Linked DNA regions of Danio rerio: region 1 is linked to region 2. A link is a contact called in public HiCAR-type data. All regions are on one chromosome and are shown on one strand. The core of a region is the stretch at or near the end of the contact, and the rest is flanking DNA. Distances in the headings are between cores, read along the strand shown. Region 1 overlaps anks1b (ankyrin repeat and sterile alpha motif domain containing 1B). Region 2 overlaps apaf1 (apoptotic peptidase activating factor 1).

Region 1 (6,308 bases), core at 770-3,269, 93 kb after region 2:
GTGTCTGAAAGGGAAGACGCATTCACATTTTGACCATATCTGGAACTACATATTTGGCGATGTACCGTATCGATGTCGACGCATTCAAGCAAAACATCCGAACCCAAACAGATTCATTCATTTGACTTTAAAGAATCAAGAGTCAACTGATTCTTTAAAGAATTAATAGCTTTAAACACGGAGCACTTTCAGATTTAAACCTCAGCTGGATGTTTCATTCACTTAGTGCTGTTACACACTGCATGGAAGGGCATTTTCAAAAATCCATAATAGGGGCTCTTCAAGAGAGTTCAAGTATAACAATAAAGATTCATTCTATTGAACAGTTTACATGATGAAGACTTTGCATTGTTAATTTACATTTGATTATTCAATTTCAATAAGCAAACACTGTTAAACTCTTTGCAAAAAGAGTTATTCAAGTCATCTGGTGAAATTATATTGCAATATATTACATTTATATATATATATATATATATATATATATATATATGTGTGTGTGTGTGTGTGTGTGTGTGTGTGTGTGTGTGTGTATATATATATATATATATATATATATATATATATATATATATATATATATATATATACACACATATATATATATATATATATATATATATATATATATATATATATATATAAATGTAATATATTGCAATATAATTTCACCAGATGACTTGAATAACTCTTTTTGCAAAGAGTTTAACAGTGTTTGCTTATTGAAATTGAATAATCAAATGTAAATATTTTTTTTTCTCTGACATGCATTGTGAGATATATATATATATATCTCACAATGCATGTCAGAGAAAAAAAAATATTGTAATGTCAAATTTTTGTACTGTCGTGCAGCCCTAATGACAATGTTTTTATTTTAAATATGAAAGATCTGTCTTAATAAACAATAAAACTAATATTTTATAACATGTTAACCCATACCTAATACATTCATTACCAGAGAAACAATGGTCTCTTTTTTATTATTATTATCTATTTCCATAACTGTACAGCATGCACAGAGCAGCCTCAATGTGTCTTCTGGTATTAAAGCAAATGTTTTTATCATGGTTAAGGTGTGAGGGAGTGTAATATGGGTGCCAAAAGGAAAGAACAGATAGACTGAACAAGAGGGGGAGTGTGTGCGTGTGTTTGTGTGTATATGTGTGTGTGAATGTGTGTTTGATGGGCCTGCTGTGTTAACGAAGGCAGTAGCCATCTGCTAGTGTAAGAAAAGACAATTTGCAATCTGTGCGTTTGGAGAGGTGACAGGAAGTGATGAAAACAGGAATGCAACACAAAGGACATGAAAACTCATTACATACACACACAGTCACTGAATGACAAATGTCGGACCACACACACACACACACACTTAAAACAAGACACTGCAGGTAAGCATGGTCAACAAAACTAATAGTAATCACCATACTTCCCCACTTGATTGATTTCATTATGAATTGTGAACAACTGTGAGCTTTCTAAGATGCTGTTTAAATATGCGTGAGGGACTATTTAATAAAAGATGTAATCATTTGCATTCATTACAGTATCTGAACACTGGATAAAGTCATGTAGGTTCAGAATTTCTTATTAAGACACATTAGAGTTTTTACAAAGGGGATTATTTATCATTACAATATTCAGAAAATACAGCCTGAAAAGTGAAAAATAGACAATTTATGTAAACAATAAAGTGTTGCATATAATCAGACATATTTTTGACGAACATATCATTCAGTAAATGTACAAACATAAACGTGAAGTCTGATGTAAGAGCTGCTTAAGATTCAAATTTTTACTTACAAAAACAGCTATTAAAAATATGCAACTTAAAAAATAACAGACATTCATTCATAAAGTGCAACAAATACACATTTAAAGGTGTATGCTGGACGCTTTCCTTTTATTAGTCTAAACTAACATTTTCATCTTAAAGCATACATGCCCTTACACACTTACACACTTACTCACACACAAACACGTCAGCTTTGAATCATCCGCACTTCACGCAAGCTGTCTCTATGGGAACTACCACAAGCAGTCATGGCAACCGGGTAACAGTTGTCAAAAAAACCCAGCTAGACTATTATTACGAGCTAAATGACTTCTGACCGCCTACCAACACGGCAAACATAAACCAGCCACTGCCCAGAAACACAGCCCAGCACAGCATGAGACAAGTAAGAACAAATGCTATTTAAATACATTAAATACAGCAGCTATAGTCAGAGCTGTGCTAAAAATACACACTGGAAAATATCATTTAAAGCATTTTACACCGCTCTTTCTTGTGGCTAAAACCGATGGAGACTGAGCTGATTCACAGTCCAACAGAAAACTCACCACAGCTCAACCCAGGAATTTGGGGTCAATATAACAATGAAAATAATTGAATCGTAATATGACTGTGCTTTAAAAAGCCACAGACTTGCGATCGCTCGGCCAAAAGAGACCAAATCCTCCATTTGGTTGAAAACAATTCCAGGCGGCGTTGGATGCCTTTCATTTGGAGATTAAGCTCATGATGTTTGAACTAGAACTAAGTGATTTATTCGATAAACATCCAGCAATGTAATAAAGAGCATTATGAATCATGAATGAAATGTATGAATATGAATGTACTAATATGCGTATCAATTTCTATATCCCTATATAATGACAGTATGTGTGTTTGTCTGTGTGTATGTGTATATTAAAATATCTGTACAGCTTAAAGTGAATTTGAAGGTTTAACTAGATTAATTAGGTTAACTAGGCAGGTTAGGGTAATTAGGCAAGTTACTGTATATCGATGGATTGTTCTGATCGGGAAAAAAAATAGCTTAAAGGGGCTAATTATTTTGACCTCAAAATAAATGTAAAATTATAAAATAATAAAAAATAATAAAATAAAATAATAAATGTAAAAATTAAGAACTGCTATCATTCTAGCTGAAATAAAAGAAATAAGACTTTCTCCAGAAGAAACAATATTATCAGACATACTGTGAAAATGTCCTTGCTCTGTTAAACATTATTTAATGGGAAATATTTAAAAAAAAAAAAAAAAAATCAGAGGGGGGGCTAAAAATTCTGACTTGAACTGTATATATATGTATATATATATATAAACAGTTTTTAATTTTTTTAAAAGCATATTTTAAGGTCAAAATTTCTAGCCTAGTTTACAGAACAAACCATTGTTATACAATAACTTTATATATATATATATATATATATATATATATATATACATCATAATGAACAATTAATGTTATGCATTAATATGAATGTAAAAAGCACTTTTTTTTACTTTTCATGAAATCACACCTTACAATTTTATGCTCATTTCAATTTATGTCTATAAACTATAATTAAACATTAAACCACTTATGTTAGAATAATATTCAACATTACAAAATAATTATATTGTTAATGCAGAAAAATAACTACATAACCTGCTATCTATATAATTAAAAAAACTAAAATCACTAATAATATATTAAAGGCAATATTAAAAATAAATATATAAATAATAAATTACAACGCAGGAATATGCAGAAATATAAATCTAAAAAGTTAAATTTCTATTTTTTTATTATCTATAGTGCTCAGCATATATGAGTACACCCCTCACAAATTTCTAACTTAAATGAGTCTTCTTTATAAGATGCTTTACAATAATATATTTGTCCATATAATAACTTATTTCTGCATATATAACTTACATAACAGTCCAAAAATGTATAAAATATATATATATAATTTTTAAATATATATAATATTTTAAAAAAGAAGATAAATCGTGAGAAACAAAATATATATAAACTTTTGCATTTTGTAGTTTTTGCAATATTTTGTAGAATTTAAATGTATTATTTTTCTCTCTCTAAAGATGTCTGATGAGTAAAATATTATTTTAATAAATATATCCATTTAATAATCTGTTTTGTTCAAATGCTCCAAAACATATTGGCTATATTCACAGACAAATGGATAAATATATTTATTTTAAAAATAGAGCGTACTCATTTATATTGGCCACTGTATGTTTATATATATATATATATATATATATATATATATATATATATATAATCTTAATATTTTAACAACATTAAATGTATATATTTATATATTTGTTATTAATTAGATATTTGTATAAAGAATATATCATATTAAACATTATATGAATAACTATAAGGTTTTAAGATTCTATCTATCTGACATCCTGTGTTCTGTCCATTTTGGGACTTTTTTAGTTAGAAAATGTCATCCCATTTACATAATTTTTGGAATATGAAATGCAAAACTCAATATCCCAGAAATGACATGATTCTAGCCTGATTAACAAAACTTTACATTTACACAACATTATTACTGTATATGCGGTCGTACTATATCATGTACAGCGCAGTGTTGCGTATAATGTCTCTCTCACTGTCTGTGTGTGTGTGTGCATATGTGTGTGTGAGAGAGAGCAATTATAAAGCTTCTGGGGAATGCAGACATGTTGAGCCCTGTTATGAATATTATCAGATGAATGCCTGTGCAAACCCTCAGGCCGACACACACAAATACACACAGACGGACACACACACACAGACGGACACACGGACACACACACACACACACACACACACACACACACACACACACACACACACACACACACACACACACACACACACACACACACACACACACACATACACACACATACACACACAGGCTCTTACATGCATGAAATGATGCCAGTGAGACATTCAAGAAACACACAGTCATGCAAAGTGTGAGGTTTGCCATCAACTGCCTTTGTCTAAAGAGCCTGTCATCTTCACATCACTGTCTCTGCTTGCTCACAAAAATCTGTGTTGGAATGCTGCTCAAAAATAAAAAATGAGCTTAATAAGGACATTTCTTAATATTGACCCAATTCACCCAATTTTTGACATCTTAAATGGGACACAATTAAAGTGAACCCCTCAAAACCTTAATGCTGAGGCAATGTCAATTAAATGTGTAAACAGAAATAGAGCAGAAAGAGACACCAAACACTTCATGCTGATACTTAATGTCTCAAAGAGACTAAACTCAGATGTGTGTTGTATTGATAATATTTAGTGTATATAGAAATGTACAGAAATGTATAAATGACTTTAATTTATATACCTAACAAATAAATAAATAAATAAATAAATAAAACAGCAATTAAATATAAAAATGATTATGTCTTGAACACTTCACCGGCAAATAAAAGACTGATACAGCCATCTAGTGAATTATAAGGTGTATTACAGCTTGAAAAAAAGACTGATTTTAGGCAAATTAACAATAAGATCAAGCTGTATTTCATTTAGCTCACATGCTCATCAGCTAGCACTGCTTTGGTTTTAATGTTACTCTTACTGAATTTTAACTAAATTAAACCACATTGCACATAACATATAAAATAAGATAAAGATAAAAATAAAATAAATAATATAAATTAAAAATATGAATGGTTAATTATACAATTAAGAAACAACAATCATTAGTGATATTTTTTCCTAAACCAATATTATCTATTTTAATTATATCTGAATAATACAAAGTATAATTTATGTTAAAAAAATGTTAAATATGAAGGTAATTATAAAATTACCATGATATTAATATTATACTATTATATATTAATGCACATGCATTTCAAGAATAAATGACAATTAAATATATCATCATTTACAATAATAACAATACAATAAAAATAAAGCTGCAAATATTATAAACAGTTATAAATAATAACAGATTAATAATAATAATATAATAATAATTAATATAATAAAAATTATAATAATAAACAGAGATCACCAAAGATTAATATTGATAAATGTTGAGGTGTTAAACTGTATTAATAGTATGTGTGTTACAATGCAGTTAAATGTCTCTGGCATCACAATTTATACATTTTTGCTTTTAAATAAACTAAACGAAAAAAAAAAAATAAATGATCAATATCTGACATTAATTATTTACATTTACATGTAGTCATTTAGCAGACGCTTTTATCCAAAGCGACTTACAAATGAGGACAAGGAAGCAATTGACACAACTATAAGAGCAACAATAAATAAGTGCTGTAGGCAAGTTTCAGGTATGTAATGTGTAAGAAGCAAAACATTAGTATTATTTTATTTTTTTCTGTAATATAGTTAGCGGTGGAGCCAGGGAGGCAATTGCAGATTAGCAGATGAGGCAATAATCACATTTTACTTTTGATAAAATAAATGCAGTCTTGTCCAGTCTTTTATCAAATACATAAATCGGTCTTTTATTCATAAACATCT
Region 2 (6,177 bases), core at 838-3,337:
TCCGTTTTATCAGACCGATGCTTGTCCAATCGCTCGTGTCGCAGAGGTACATTAGCATGTCAGGAATGGAGCGAGACTAACTTCCATCAACGGTGTCGCTCATTATCCCTCACACATCACGACTTCTTTATTAATATCCTCCGAGCCGTCTGTACATTGTGTAAGTGTCACGGCCGTAGTAATGCTTCATCAAGCATCAATCTGTCAGTTTATCAAATGTGTCTGCATCAGGCGGCCCCTGCGTTCCTGACCCTCCCTGTCGGATAGCCAATAATAAGCCGTGATCGATCGCTGGCTGTCTTCTCACTCAGGATCCCGCTGTCTGTAATATGAAACGGTAAATTAATCATCACATGCGAGTCTCCAGCCGAACGTCTTCATCAGACCCAACCAAACCTGCTGTAAATCTGTTACGACCACACAAAGGACGGAGGTGTGCGAGATATGACGCATCACGCTGAGCTTCCTGCCAGCGTTGCAGTTCAGTTGGGATTTGAGAATTTACGTTGCCTGCGAGATCTGGTTATATATCAGAGCAGATGTTGTGTGAAATCCTTTTTTTTTTTTTCTCACTGAAGGATGCTTATTTCGCTATTTCCTGTCCATATGTGGCCCAGACAAACACTGAAATGGAATAAAGCAAGTTGAGGGTTTGTACTATGGCATGGCAGTTGGCAGATTGAGTTGTGGCGCTCATTCAGTGGTGCATGTTTGAGTCCTGCTTGTGACATTTTCCAATTTTCAGCGTTTGCTTTAACAGCAATAGTGTTAATGAGCCTGAAATGATTTTAATAGAGTATAAACGTAAGAAAATGAATTAGGATTGTTTGGTGTTGTAGAACGGGACAGTGTTGTGTGCTCTTGGTTTAGCTCGTCATTGAGACATCAGGAAGAGTCCTTTAAACGTCTTCTTTCTGAGCTCGTTCAGCATGGCAGCTCCGCGTTCACTTTGAGGTGGTTTGATGTCTGCCTTCTGCAGTTTGTCACCAAGATGTTTTTATTTGTACGGAGCCATCCATCGGTATTACTTTTTCTTTGACACCATTTGTAGTTTATGTCATCCGAGTACAAATAGAAGAACCTTGACAGGCCTGCTGCCGCCATGCGTTTCATCTTTGATAAAATGCTAAATTGCAACGCTTCTGTTAATTTGGAGTCAAGGATTAATGAACGGTAACGGCACTAATAAATGCTGAAATATCCAATAGTTGTTCATTGGTGCGTTTTAAACCAGTAGCTTGAAACACCATGAACATAAATGTGCATTTTTAAAGAAAACAGATTGACACGGCTGGTTAAATTGAACTTTTTTCTTGAGTTGAATAAAAGAGATATTCTGCAGAACGTAGGAACGAAGCAGCCATTAGCTACGTTTCCGTTCATTTTATATGGCCGTTTTGGAATATTGCATAAAAATGATTAACAGAAATGCCAAGATGTGCAAAATGCAGTGCTCCTTGTCTAGCATAAATGTTCAATACGCATACAATGGAGTGGGCTAAAGTGTTTCTCTGATAAAAAAAAAAAGAATAATAAAATAAATAACCAAATGGGCATGATGGCCAATTTATTCAGTTTGTTAATGCAGTCCCAAGTTAAAGTCCCTAAGTGAAAGTCTGCCATATAGCAGTTAGCCTCTTTTACCTCCCAGAACTGTGTTGAGTGGCTGCAACCCCCCCCCCCCCCCCAAAGAGCATCTCGCACCTTCAAAAGCCACCCTGCATTCATTGCATTATCTTTTTAGGCGCAAGCAATTTACTTTATAAGAACAAGGCCCACAATGACTTTTCCTACCACAATAAATGTAATTTGTCTGTTTGTCAGGAAGTAAATATTTACTGTATTTGACTTGTTGTATAAAAAAAAATTTGTTAATATAGCACTGTTTCCATCCAATATCCCAATTTTGCACAAATGTAATTGGTACCTTTGGATGGAAAACCATAGCTATTAACATCCAGTCAATTAAAAATGACCATGGAAGTCAGTGTGTTGTTTAGTATATGTTTTGTACGTTCAGTAAATCTCTGTAACACATCCTTTGTGTTCAACAGAAGGGAAAAAGTCAGACAGGTTTGGAACAAGTGGATGAGTCATGCGAAACTTTGGGCAAAGTGTTGATAGGGCAAGCTTTCACTTGAATTGTGCACTTATCTGGTGTAGAGAAGGCCAAGATAGTAGCAGTAGTATAAATAAAAGTCAATAGTCTCCCTAAACTGTCCTCTAATTGTGGATTGAGTTTCAGCTCCTCCTCTGAGCAGAGTGCTTTCTTAACGAATGAATGTTTAACTCAAAAAAACAAAAAGTCATCCTAAAGAACTCGGCCATTTGATGAATGTGAAATGGATATTTAGGAGTCAATGTGTCTTTGAACATTTGTCATTTACTAATGGTTTTATTATTTTATTAGCGTTACATATTTTGGATAACCTATTCAATTTTGATAGAAATGGGCAAGAGTGATGGCTCATCCAACAATAAAAACATACTGACTGTAGTAAATGCCCCCCAGACAAATCCTATGTCCCTATTTCAGAATACATAGTCTTTGCTTTAATGTCCGTTTTTGTAAAAGTGTACTTGATAGTTGTAATAATAGTTATTTTTAATTAATTATTAATTGCTACATTGTTACAAGCATTGTTATAATGTGTCAATTTGGAATGATCCCATGTAATCTTAATGAACGTAATCAGAAGTTTCCTCTCTTAATAGTGCAGATGAAGCGTTAAAGTTTCCTTCTCTGTAAACAAGAGTTTGATGTACATGCGTAACATTGCACTCCCTGTTAAAGCAGTATATTGAGACGCTCTTAATTAAAATAAAGCATAGTTTGTAATATGTAGTCCTTCTGTCTCCCGGTACGGTCCACGGTGAGTCAGCATGCTTCAATTGTGCAGTGCAAATCGTTTTTATGCTGGAGCGAGGCATCTGTCTTGTTTTATTTTCTTGCCCGTGTTTTCCGTCAGTTGTCTTTTTGTAGCGTGTAGTCAGCAGCGGTCTGCCTTCATCTATGTACCGTCCATCAGCTAAATAGAAAAAGGTGAAGTTTAGCATGGTTCTTTAAAGCATGCTTGAGTTAGACTAAGTCATTTTGGCCCTTATTTTCAAGAATTGATTTGTGTGTTTGAGTTATTTACAGAGGCCTGTTTGCGTTTAGCCTTCAGTCATAAAAGAGAAATGGTTATTATAACCGTGCGTGTAAGTGACAGCGTTCCTCCTCATAAGACAGAATTATTTTCTGGAGGAGAAACGGATGAGGAGGTCAGCCAGGATATTACACCTTTACTGAGGAAGAGGCTGGAACACGTTAAATCACACTGGCCGACTCTTTCTCTCTCACACGCGTGTATGGTGTTGTTTGTCCTCTGGAGGATTTGACTGCTGTTTGGAGACTGCTAGTAATTCACACACTTGAGCTCCAGGGCGTCCAGACCTTCACCTCTAGCAGACACTATGCTTATCGCAGCGATTTATTGCTCTGTGTCTCACAACAACATTCACCTGCAAATTACAGATGGTTTGTTTGTGCTGTTGAACAGTAGTGAGGGGGAAAAGCTGTGTGATTATTTTTATTTTTATTTTTTGTTTAGTAGCGGCACTTGGGGCTGTTGGGTTTGGATGTGTAACCGAGGAAGGGAGATGGCGTTGTTTTTGTCCACTGTCATTTGTACACCTGTCATTTGTTGGTGTGAGTGTGAAAATGGAGGTTAGGAAGCAATAGTTTTGTAGCTACACAGTATATGGCAAAATATGCAAAGACTACTGGATTGGATGGTTTAAAATGAATGCAGATGGATTTGAATGATTAAAATTTGAGATTAGTGGTTATTAGGGAAATTGAGATTGGTGAAATGCTGTTGTACATTTTAATGGAGTAAAGTTGAAGATCAGTGAACGACTCAATAGTGTGCACCAAGTTGGCAGTGACTGAAAGTGGATTTGCTTTTATTAGTAGTTAATGAATGTATTTGCCAAACAATGCTGTTATTTCCTGAAACACAATGGTGCATGCTAGTCTGTTAGCTTAAAAGTACCGTGTAGCTAGTTTTATTACAGCTTGAAGATGCATACTGTGTCTTGAAGGAAGAAACGTTTCTTAATGCTTTCATGGAAGTACTGTGTAGAAGTGTGTTGCGAATGAAGATTGTAAAATGTACGAATATTTATAATGAAATGATAATTTTATTGTGAATATTTGTGTTGAGCATTGTTAATGGTAGCTGAACTAAGAGGAGTTGTTAAATTTAATGTGATTTTAATTTGTGTATTAATAGAAAGATGAAGTAATGTCTGAAAGAATAATTAATGTTACTACATTAACGCATTAGTACAAGCTGTTATCTTTTTAGCTTAAGTAGTTCTGTGTGTAAAAAGGAGCAATCTGCGCAGGCTGAAACGTTTAATAATGGTAATGAAAAGGTGTAGACAACGCATCCATCTCCAAACACGCATGTATTCATGAGAGAGATACAAAGAGACAAACAAGTGAAAGAAAAGTGAATTGCCTTGTTTTAACTAAGGAAGTTGTAAAGTAGCGCATCCGATATGTCAAATGACACTTGCATTAGTTTCTTAGTTGTGGCTTAGTGTGCGCTGACCTGGAGTTTTGAGTCGTTGCTGGTTCTTCCACATTGTGATTGGTTGATCAGCGTTCCAGTGAAGTTTTGTTGAAATTGTGTAGTATAGAGAGTTGGCTTGCTGAAAGTTTGTGAAAAATGAGAATGCTCAAGCTTGGGTGAGGCCTAAGGCGACCCAGCGAAGAGAGGAGCGTGACCTAGGTATGAAGCCTTTTCTTTAACAAACAGCATGAGCACATACACGTAGAAAACATAGTAGAATGTTGACATTTGTAAAAATGTCTGCTTCTGTTGACGTACAAGTGTGAAAGGCTTTGTGGCTTGCCTATCAAGATGCTTACTTTGGTAATTGTAAGTTGGGTGTAAATGCCTTCCAATTGTCTTTTCAAGCATTTTTAGCCAAAGTCATACAAATGGAGGTTTTTCAGACTATAGTTGAGTCTTTTAAAAGCAAAGGATCACAATTTGTGGAAGCATTCCGATAGACAATTAAACGAAATGACCATGTGTTTGCTAGGTTTAAGCAAATGAAAGTTAGCAGGTAAACGAGCATATTCGCGTTAAGGCTTTTACACTTATCCCATTTAGTCAGAGAAATGTCAGAGAGAATGGAGTCTGTGTTTGCCAGCGGCAGAATAAGCACTTGTACAGTAGAGAAGCTTGACACGGATAGCAAGACCTGTCACCGATCTGCTTGCTTTATTTCTCTTCAGCACGTGTATTGCAGTGATGGGAATGGCAAACATTAATTGGTAAAACGCAGCACTTTGAATTGATTTGTATTGCTTAGCGTAATTGTGGTTCGTACAGTTGATTGAAGCCATTTGAATGTGTAGAGTAGGTTTGTTTGAGGAAGAACTCCAGATTTGTTGGACAAACCGTTCCTTGAGTACGAGTCTGTGATCTTGCACCTCTTCCCCCCCTCATGTTTGTAGTGCGCTTGATAAATAGTGGCACGTTTGAGGTTTTGTCTAGAGGGTAAACGTTTGACTTTGGGAGAAATGGCTTTTTCCAGACAGCGGCCGTGGAGAAATGAACCTTGAGTGGCATTGCACTATATAACGCAGTTGCTCACAGCAGCTCATAAAGTTTGTCTTTGTAAGTGGTTGGAAAGCACTTGCTGAATGAGTGATGCGCAAGTTGTGGACCAATGATTTTAGCCAAATAAAAATGTAATAATTGTAAGTGGCTATTTACTTACGGAGCATAAAGTATTGCATAGTATTACTTGGCAAGAGTTTTGAAGTAAATGAACTCGGCTGCAATAGAAGTTACTGTAGCCTAAATGTTGAACTGCTATAAACAGCTGATAAAATGTTGATTAGAGTTATTCGTATTTTATAAGATGAAAGTGTTGTTAGATGTGGGGTTCCCAAACTTGTAAGTTAGAGTCTGAGCTGGCATCAGACACAATACTATACGAGTGTATGTTGATCTTGCTGATACATAGTGGCAGGAGTTTAGATTAGAGTCTGGTTTAAGTGGCTGTGGCGGCCAGTTGATTGGGTGAGTGAGGGTTGTTACAGATGAACAGTTAGCAAGAATTGCCTGTGTGCTAGTAGAATATGATCTTCTTTTTTGTGTTGGAAATTGAGTG

What was found. HiCAR-type assays count read pairs that join an accessible place to other places.
Region 1: a contact with region 2 is called in a HiCAR-type map of caudal fin, with 4 times the contacts expected there. The contact joins two enhancer-like sites. A contact is called at or near these places in 6 of 18 Hi-C or Micro-C datasets (caudal fin, embryo, hematopoietic stem cells and 2 more) and 1 of 4 datasets of contacts at active chromatin or transcription factors (caudal fin).

What each region holds. Positions count from the first base shown.
Region 1 is chr4:18,546,567-18,552,874 of GRCz12tu, forward strand. All of the region lies in intron 17 of anks1b (ankyrin repeat and sterile alpha motif domain containing 1B), which reads right to left. Among named protein-coding and RNA genes, the nearest start is that of apaf1, 110 kb to the left of the region's middle. Within about 2 kb of position 2,020, at least 8 of the 62 cell types and tissues checked have an H3K27ac peak or open chromatin away from gene starts, as enhancers often do. A contact at or near this core is called in caudal fin, where this site is marked.
Region 2 is chr4:18,453,919-18,460,095 of GRCz12tu, forward strand. All of the region lies in intron 25 of apaf1 (apoptotic peptidase activating factor 1), which reads left to right. Among named protein-coding and RNA genes, the nearest start is that of apaf1, 22 kb to the left of the region's middle. Within about 2 kb of position 2,088, at least 1 of the 62 cell types and tissues checked has an H3K27ac peak or open chromatin away from gene starts, as enhancers often do. A contact at or near this core is called in caudal fin, where this site is marked.